Regions from separate parts of the Mus musculus genome. Here region 2 is linked to region 1. Evidence: chromatin contacts called from public HiCAR-type data. All regions are on one chromosome and are shown on one strand. Each heading gives the region's core, a stretch centred on a gene start, on an enhancer-like site or on the middle of the called end of the contact. The rest is flanking DNA. Distances are from core to core; before and after follow the strand shown.

Region 1 (3,938 bases), core at 780-3,279:
AACTTCAACAATAAGCAGGTTACTGCAAAGCGAATCTGGTGTCATTTTCTCCGGTTCTTTGAATGTTAACGAGAGTGTCTACCCCAAGAGAAGCATTTATGGGTAGCAGGCTAGACGGATGTGTGGTGGGTGACTTGGGTGAATCATTATTCCATTGTTTGTTCCTTTATGGTACTAGGAATAGAACTTAGGCCCTCTATGTATTAAGCAAATGTTTAACCACCAGGCTACATCTATATCCCCTGTTTATAAGTCAATTATTTGAAAGTAGAAAGTCATTCCAAGAGACATCCAGGGAAGTCATGGAGGAGTATTATATGATAAGGAAAACTGGTAGGGAAGATTTGGAGACAGGGAGAAGGCTTGATGTATAACCCTGAGAATGGAGTTCAAATCTTCACCACCTTGGTAAAATTCTGGGCATGGTTGTGTGTCCACACATCCACAATCCTCCAGTTGGTACTGGGAGGCAGAAAGAAGGGAGAGAAAAGGGAAGGATTTGATGGGATTTGCTGGGTGCCAGCCCAGCTCCATTTTCAGTGAGAGACCTGTCTTAAGGAACAAGGCAAGGCGTGCTGAATCATTATACTGACTATCCTTCTCTGTCTTCTGTGTGCATGCATCTGTACACACATGGGCACACACATGTACACACACATCTATACACACAATGTTTTAGAAAGAATAGAAGTAAAAAAAAGCAGTAATAATTTTCTTCATGATAATAAGGATCTTAGTGAAAGCATTGTTTCTATTCCTAGCACACTTCTGAAAAGCTCATTGGATGCATGGGTGTATGACTGGGCAGTGCTTTAGGCTCCAGGTCCTATTGGGTGACTTTGAGATGGTGGTTTGGTATCAGCCATGGAGAGTGATTCTAAGCAGGGCTTTTTTTTCTTAGCACCTAGGCTGAGCCCATAACTATTTCTGGCCTGGCTTAGGCTGTGAGAAGAGGCCGTGTGGGTCCAGAGGGAGGCAGAGCGTGATGAGAATAGCAACAAGGAGCTTCTCCTCCTCTGCTGCATCTTACTGAGCTGTGCACAACTGGGGAGACTTTGCTGAGACAGCGGGGACTCCTAGGCAGCTGGGGGTTGGGTACAGTGGAAGAACCATCGTGGGAACTGGGGGACAGGACAGAAGGGTCCTATCAATGTCTACCTATCTCAGCTCTGTTTCCAGGCCAACAGCATGGATGGGACCAAACTTCACCTAATCCTGTTGATGGACACCTGCCTGGGAGGCCCTGGTGTAGCATCTGCTGAGTGTAGGGACAAGGACATAGATGAGGCTGGGGCTGGAATTAAAGAAGTTCACACATCTGTCACCATCTGGACCAGACCCTCCTCACAGTACAGATGAGGAAAACATACCTCACAGAGTATGGAATGGGTCATCCCAAGATCATGGCCTTGTCAAGACTGCCTGTGTGAAGCAGCTCTCTGCATTTTTGATGGTGATGTTAATCCGGTCACTTAAATTCCATGTGTTTTTCTCAGGTATGGATTGGAGATGTGAGGGTTAAATACTGCATATAATGAGCTTATACATAATAAGCTCTCAATAAATTCTAATGCAAGGCCCTGTTATGGGTGGAGGAAGGGAGAAAGGGAAGGAGGAAGGGAGGGAGAGAGAAAGAGAGAGAGCAAAAAGCCAGAATACTGCTAGCAATGCATTAAACTGATATGCTAGCCTGCCAAAACCCAGGACATACACACAGGTGAAACACTAACATTTGAAATCTGCAGTCTGAGTTCTGTCCTCAAACCCAGGTCATGCAGGTATCTTAGTGAATGATTCACCACAGCATTGGCTATCGCATTTTATTAAAACTTCAAAGGACTGGGTAAGTAATCGCCAGATAACTTTAAAGAGCACACAATCCCACAGGTCTAAAGAGTGTTTAATCAGGCCTGCCCCGCCCTGTCGGAGGCACAGATCTCACGTCTTTCTGTGCTGATGGAATGGTATCAGACTACATCTCCATGGCTGTGCTCTGTAAGAGCAGCCAAAGTCAGGTGGAGGCAGCTCTGGCCTAAGGCTGAGTCATTGGCTTTCATGTGTGGATGAGTGGCCAGTGGGGAGGAGGTCTGGCCGAGCCTCTCCTTTTCTGTGATTCATTTACAAACTTCCAGCAAGCAGGGAGTGTGTGCGGTGTAGCACTGACCCTGGAGCCTGACCTGTAGGGTTTGTTCTTCCAGCTCTGCTACTTCCTTCATGTCTATAGGCAAGGTGCACGGCTTCTCTGGGCCTCCTATTCTCATTTGAAAACCGAGGACACACTACTTTATGGGATCACTAGGGATCAACTGGAGCAGCATACAGAAGACATTTAGAATAGTGTTCAACTCATAACATAAACATGATGTCATGTTATTTTGGTATTAGTCTTTATAGTTTTTACTGTAGTAAAATATATAAAATGAAGTGTCTATTTTTTCCCATTTCAAGAGCACAATTCACTGATATTAAGTACATTCACATTGTTGGTGGCTGTAAGCACCTATATCCACTGATTGGTCTAGCCAGCCCACATATAAGGATTTTTATGCCCGTATTTGGGGTTATTAAAAGTATGGTACATACCAGGGTAATGTGAACTGACTTACACACTTTCCTATAAATGTAGATAATTCTCACAGTTTGAAAATTTCATACTCTGTCATTCATTTTCCTCTTAGACATTTCTGCTCCTGCTTCATGCCTCCTTGAAGTACCATAAAGCATATATTGAGTTTTAACACAGGGAAGTAAAGATTGCCCATGGGGTTCATTTGGAGACTTCCGAGGTTTTCTAAACCCTTCCCCCTCTAGCAAGTAGAATGTGGCTTTTCTTTTCTTTCACGTTATCTGAGAATTTGGCACATGCAGAGAATGTGTTCTAATCAAGGTCACCTCCCTTCCTCTCTCATTCTCTCTTAAACCTTTTGAAGTACCTGCAATGGCACATCTGCTTTAGGAAACCAGGCTTTAGAACTGTCACATTAAACACCTCACCCGCCCGGCTGACACAACCCAGGTGACTGTAGAAGGCTTGCGTACCGAGACCTTCAAAGATGCTCAGATGCCTACAGACAACAGCATTGCTGGGAACTTGGCCTTTAGTCCCCTTCTTTGGACTCTAAGGTTAGGCCATAAAAGCTAGGTTTGAATATGAGAACCTGACTTATAAGTATTTCCGAGGCAGGTGGGGTGACAGGTTATGGATGCTGGGTGGGGAGACAGCCATGGTGGTTATAAAGGCTTGTGTTAGTTGATTATATGGCTCACCCTGCACTACTGATTTCTAAAGGTCCCTAAGACACCAAATCTAGGGTCTCCTCATTATGGCGGCGCTAGGATTCTTTCATTTAATCAGGTCAAAGGCGACTCTCACTTGTGGGTCTGTCTCCTAAGTGATTTCCAAGCAGTAGCAGAACTCAATCTTTTTATTCGTGTCTTTCCCACACAGATGAACCCTTCTCATTGCCTCGGAAGAGTTGGGAAAACTCACAAACGATTCCCAATGGGCAGACTTCATTTACTCTTCGTTAAAAACCAAATATGTGCTCTGTGACATTTTCAGGAGGTGTGAAATAGGAGCCAGAACATAAAAAGAAAAGAAAAGATTGAAGGAACATAAAGATTTCAAAGTGTGGCAATCATTCACCTACTTTAGAAATTTATGAATTGATTGGCACCACCCTGGTACACGGCCCACTTTTAACCATCCCTGAGACCAGGGCATTCTTCATGCCCTCACCAAGCGCTCACCAGGCATCTCCTGAGCCCAGGAGACGAGGCCGGGACCAAGTGTCAACGGAAAGGAAGAATCGAGTCAGTACACAGGGAGGCATATCAACCTGAGCTGAATCAGGACAAGGGTAGCTTGCCATACACCGCGCACTGTATCAGAGATTTTGGTAAGCAGGTATTGGCTAACAAAACAGAAGTCTAACCAT
Region 2 (3,938 bases), core at 921-3,420, 480 kb after region 1:
TCATTCTTAGCCACAGCAGATCACAAGAACCTACCCCTGTAAATGCTTTATCCTAGTTCCTTCTAAGGAAGTGGACACATCTTCCTGAATACTCAAATACCAATATTCACTTCACCCAAAAGTAACCCCATGCATTCATCAGCTTGCCACTAGTCAGGGAAAGTGGGATTTGTGAGAGAGCTTTGATTTTTTTTTAAGTCCTAGGTTTTTGTTTTCTTTGGATCTCTGAATCTGGGACTTCTGTAGATTTATGTTGAATGAAGGAGACTTCTGCATATTAATACTTGGTATTTCAAATCAACACTTCAAAACATTTCTCTTTAAGCACTTGGTAAAAACCTTTACCAACTAGTAGTACTTGAAGAAAAGTACCTAGCTCCAGAAAAAAAGAAGAGTCCTTAATTTTGTTTTTCTAACCACAGTTGGACATTTTGGCTTAGCTCCTCAGACAGGACTGGGTGGAGTTTATTAGGTCTCTGGTGGGTACCTACCCTGAGAAGACACCAGGACAGGCCAGAAAGTTCCCACTTAAGCTTGGCTTAAGCACATGGGAGGCTGGGGCCCCGATGGAATTGTACCCAGGAAATTTATATTTTACCTAACTTCACTCATTGGTACAATCTTGGAGACTGTTTTGGAAAACATAGATTATGTAAATTTCCTGGGATCAAACAGAAAGAACAAATAACAAAAGAGAAGAGGAAATCTCCTACTGACAAAGGGGTAATTTCTTCCTAAAGTACCCTTTATGATGTGTCAAGAAAAACAACCTAATGGCTCTGGGGACTTTTAAGTTGGGCATTTGAAGACACCTCAATTTCCCTTAAAACTTTAGGCACAGTTTTAGAAGAGAGAATTTGTCTGCAGTTGGAGAGGGTTACATTTCTCTATCTTTAGTGTTATCTAGGGAAGCCCTTAAGCTGCCTTTTGAGGGTCCTGTGCATAGATGTCTTATTCCTACAAAGACCGGGATGGGAAAGGAAAGAAGGGAGGCAGAGACAGGCAAGGCGGAAGAAAAGAAAGCGCTTTAACCCCTTTCAATTACCCTGAGGATTCAAAGACTAAAGTTAAATCCGGCCATAAAGTTTATTGCTTCAGACTCACAGGCTGGTGAGAACACTACCAGTCAAATGAAAAGAACTAACAGGGTTGGGCCTAGCCCGGTGCGGGGACAGCAGAGTACCTCCTAGGTGGGGACCCACTGTCCCCAACATCCTGTGGGTGCAGCCTGCTCCTGCTACACAGCCAAGGCCCCAGTCAGTTTCCACTCTCTCCAGTCGGTCTGAAACTCAGGCCCAAAGGCTGCCCGCCTCAATTCAGTCTTGCCAAATGACCCTGGCCCTGCGAAGACATATTGCCTCAGCCCCACAAGGAATCCCGCCAGTGTCGGCCTCGGTCCTTTCCGGGCCTTTCTTTCAAACTCTCGAGTTCAGTTTACCCCTCTCCTCCAGTGGCCTGCGTCCCTTCAACTCCCAGAGCTCCACGACCCCCAAAGAGCCTGGGCCTGACCAACCTTAGAAAGAAGGCCCGGGGCTGCCAAGTTTTCACAGACAGACCCATTTTCACACACGCGCGCGCGCGCGCACACACACACACACACACACACACACACACACACACAATCATCTTTTTGCACGCCGGCGGGAGCAGCGGAAGTCATTAACATCACGATTGTGCAGCAATTAAAGTTAGGCCTGGGGAAGCCGTTCTCGGCCGGCCACAGGCATTCTTCACCGCGCAGCCTCCACAAGGCTGGCTCTGGCTTTGCTAATTTAGGCAGGCAGAGGGAAAAGTTTGTTCTCCCATTTTGAATACTGAGCCAGACAGAAAGAGAGGACAAGAAACTTTTTAAGAGTGAAAATAAACTCAAGAGGCGAGCTTACCTTAACATGGAGGGAGCCATTTTTCAGAGTTTTGAGAACTTGTGGTTTGGACACTTCTGGACCTAAAATTGACACTTTGAATGACCAGGCAGCACACGTAGCCTGCAAAAGAGTCAAATGGAGTCCAGCGTTAGTGAGATTATATGTTATGTGGTATATAATGTTGGATGTCAACTCCCCAAAACCATAAAACTTACTTTAATGGCCCCACGTGACGTTTTATAGCCAGTGAGGCGATCTGTCTGTGCTATGGATGATTTTACGATCTAATTCATAGACAAAACCCTATTCATTTGGCACCCAAATGTCATATAGCCGGAACTGGGGCTTATAAAGTTTACTGTTTTATAACTTTTAAAAGGAAAGACGGCATCCGTGTAAGCAGCCAGTAAATGTGCAAATCTCTAGTTGGGCTTTAGCTGCTCTGAGGAGTTTCCCAGTGGAGCTAGGATGGGGTAAGTACTTTCCATTTGTAGCAAATTAATTGTAGCAAAAGAAGCCAAGTGGTTCAGTAAGGGTAGAGGGAACTGAGTGCTGGGGTTGGTTAGTGGGCAGAGGGTTTGGGGTCTACAGCCTGGCAGAGAAGCCTCTTCAACAAGGCCTACAATAGCCTTGGATCTATGTGGGCCGGAGTGTGGCTAACAAAGCCCTGGCTTCTCTCTCTTTCTCTTCCTCTCCTTTTTGGTACAAAGTTAACTTGGTTTCCTCAGAGATGGACAAGGTGGACTCAAGCTTTGGAACCTCCTACAGCTTTTCCCACTATGTTCTTCTGGCCTGAGGTTTCTGATGGTTCTGAGTGAGGAAAGCTATGAGTCAAGGTGTTGGTGTGAAGCCACAATGAACAGGCAGGCTGCCCAGGTAGCCGCAGACTCAGCAGCCTACAGTACTATTGGACAGACAGAAAAGCAGAAAGAGCAGCTTGCTATTTGGCATAAATCAGACCAAGAGAACTTACAATAGAAAGTTTATTTTGTTTTGTTTCCAGTCAGTGTTTTTTTTCCTTAAAAACAAATACAAAAAAAAAAAAAAGCTGATCACAGTTTGCTTAAACAGCCAGACTTGGACAATATTTGTAACTTTTTCACAAAAACATACATCACTGAAGCTGCGCTTATAAGAGCCACTTCCAGAGTTCGTGCAAAGGGTCCTACAAAGGCACGCAGGGACACACCGCTTGGAGTCACAGTTTTCGTCACAGAGCCACTAGCCACTACACGTTGAACAAGTTAATTTGTGTCTTATCAAGTCACCTCTACAACAGCATTAATTACACAAGGAATATAGGTAGTTTGAATAAAAATATCTTTAACAGCTTGGAGCTATTGAGACAGGAACACTTCCACGTACATGCACATTAAAGAACTCAAGTGCAACACACAACATTGGCACTAAACGAGGTGGGGGGGCTTTTTGTGTGTGTAGTTTTTTTTTCTCTTTTCTTTTTTTTTTTTTTTTGTTTTAGTTACTTCAAGTAACACAGCTTGCTTCATATAAATAAGTTAAAACATCTATTTTTTTTTCAAGACAAAGCCATTCAGGACAAAGAGATGAACAGAAGCAGATCTACTTATACAGGCGCTATAATGGCAATAAACAGGCTCATGATTAAAAGATGAATTAGGGCAACGAGAACAGGGCTTCTTCACAGAAGGAACACAAGGGGAGTTTCAGAAAGTCACCTTAGTACTGACACTACAGAGAGCTGCCCGGCTACTACTGCTCAGTACTTTGGCCGCTCAGATGCTCAGGGGCGGAAAGCCCCCCCTGCCGCGGCCATACTCATGCTTTTCAGCTTATTATCTTTTTTCCACTTCATCCTCCTGTTTTGGAACCAGATTTTAATTTGTCTCTCGGAGAGGCAAAGGGCATGAGCTATTTCGATCCTTCTTCGGCGGGTCAGGTAGCGGTTGAAGTGGAATTCTTTCTCCAGCTCCAGGGTCTGGTAGCGAGTGTAGGCCGTCCGGGCCCTTTTGCCTTCTGGGCCACCTATATTGTCTGTAACAAAAAAGTCAGCGGTTTAGCCACCAACTCCTCAGCACCTGGTTCCAAAACTCA

What was found. HiCAR-type assays count read pairs that join an accessible place to other places.
Region 2: a contact with region 1 is called in a HiCAR-type map of kidney, with 4 times the contacts expected there. The contact joins the promoter of Hoxaas3 here to the enhancer-like site in region 1. A contact is called at or near these places in 5 of 39 promoter capture datasets (embryonic stem cells, hippocampal neurons, liver and 1 more), 5 of 484 Hi-C or Micro-C datasets (the C2C12 cell line, embryonic fibroblasts, embryonic stem cells and 2 more), 6 of 115 datasets of contacts at active chromatin or transcription factors (acute myeloid leukemia, embryonic stem cells, kidney and 3 more) and 1 of 9 other capture datasets (adipose tissue).

Annotation. Positions count from the first base shown.
Region 1 is chr6:51,718,897-51,722,834 of GRCm38.p6, forward strand. No RefSeq gene overlaps it. Among named protein-coding and RNA genes, the nearest start is that of Gm38811, 9.7 kb to the left of the region's middle. Within about 2 kb of position 2,030, at least 50 of the 459 cell types and tissues checked have an H3K27ac peak or open chromatin away from gene starts, as enhancers often do. A contact at or near this core is called in kidney, liver and pancreatic cancer cells, where this site is marked.
Region 2 is chr6:52,198,954-52,202,891 of GRCm38.p6, forward strand. It overlaps Hoxaas3 (Hoxa cluster antisense RNA 3), which reads left to right and starts at 2,171. Exons shown (of 3, transcript NR_015611.2): 1 at 2,171-2,338. It overlaps Hoxa3 (homeobox A3), which reads right to left. Exons shown (of 5, transcript NM_010452.3): 2 at 1,884-1,985. It overlaps Hoxa5 (homeobox A5), which reads right to left. Exons shown (of 2, transcript NM_010453.5): 2 at 2,801-3,878. The coding sequence ends at 3,628.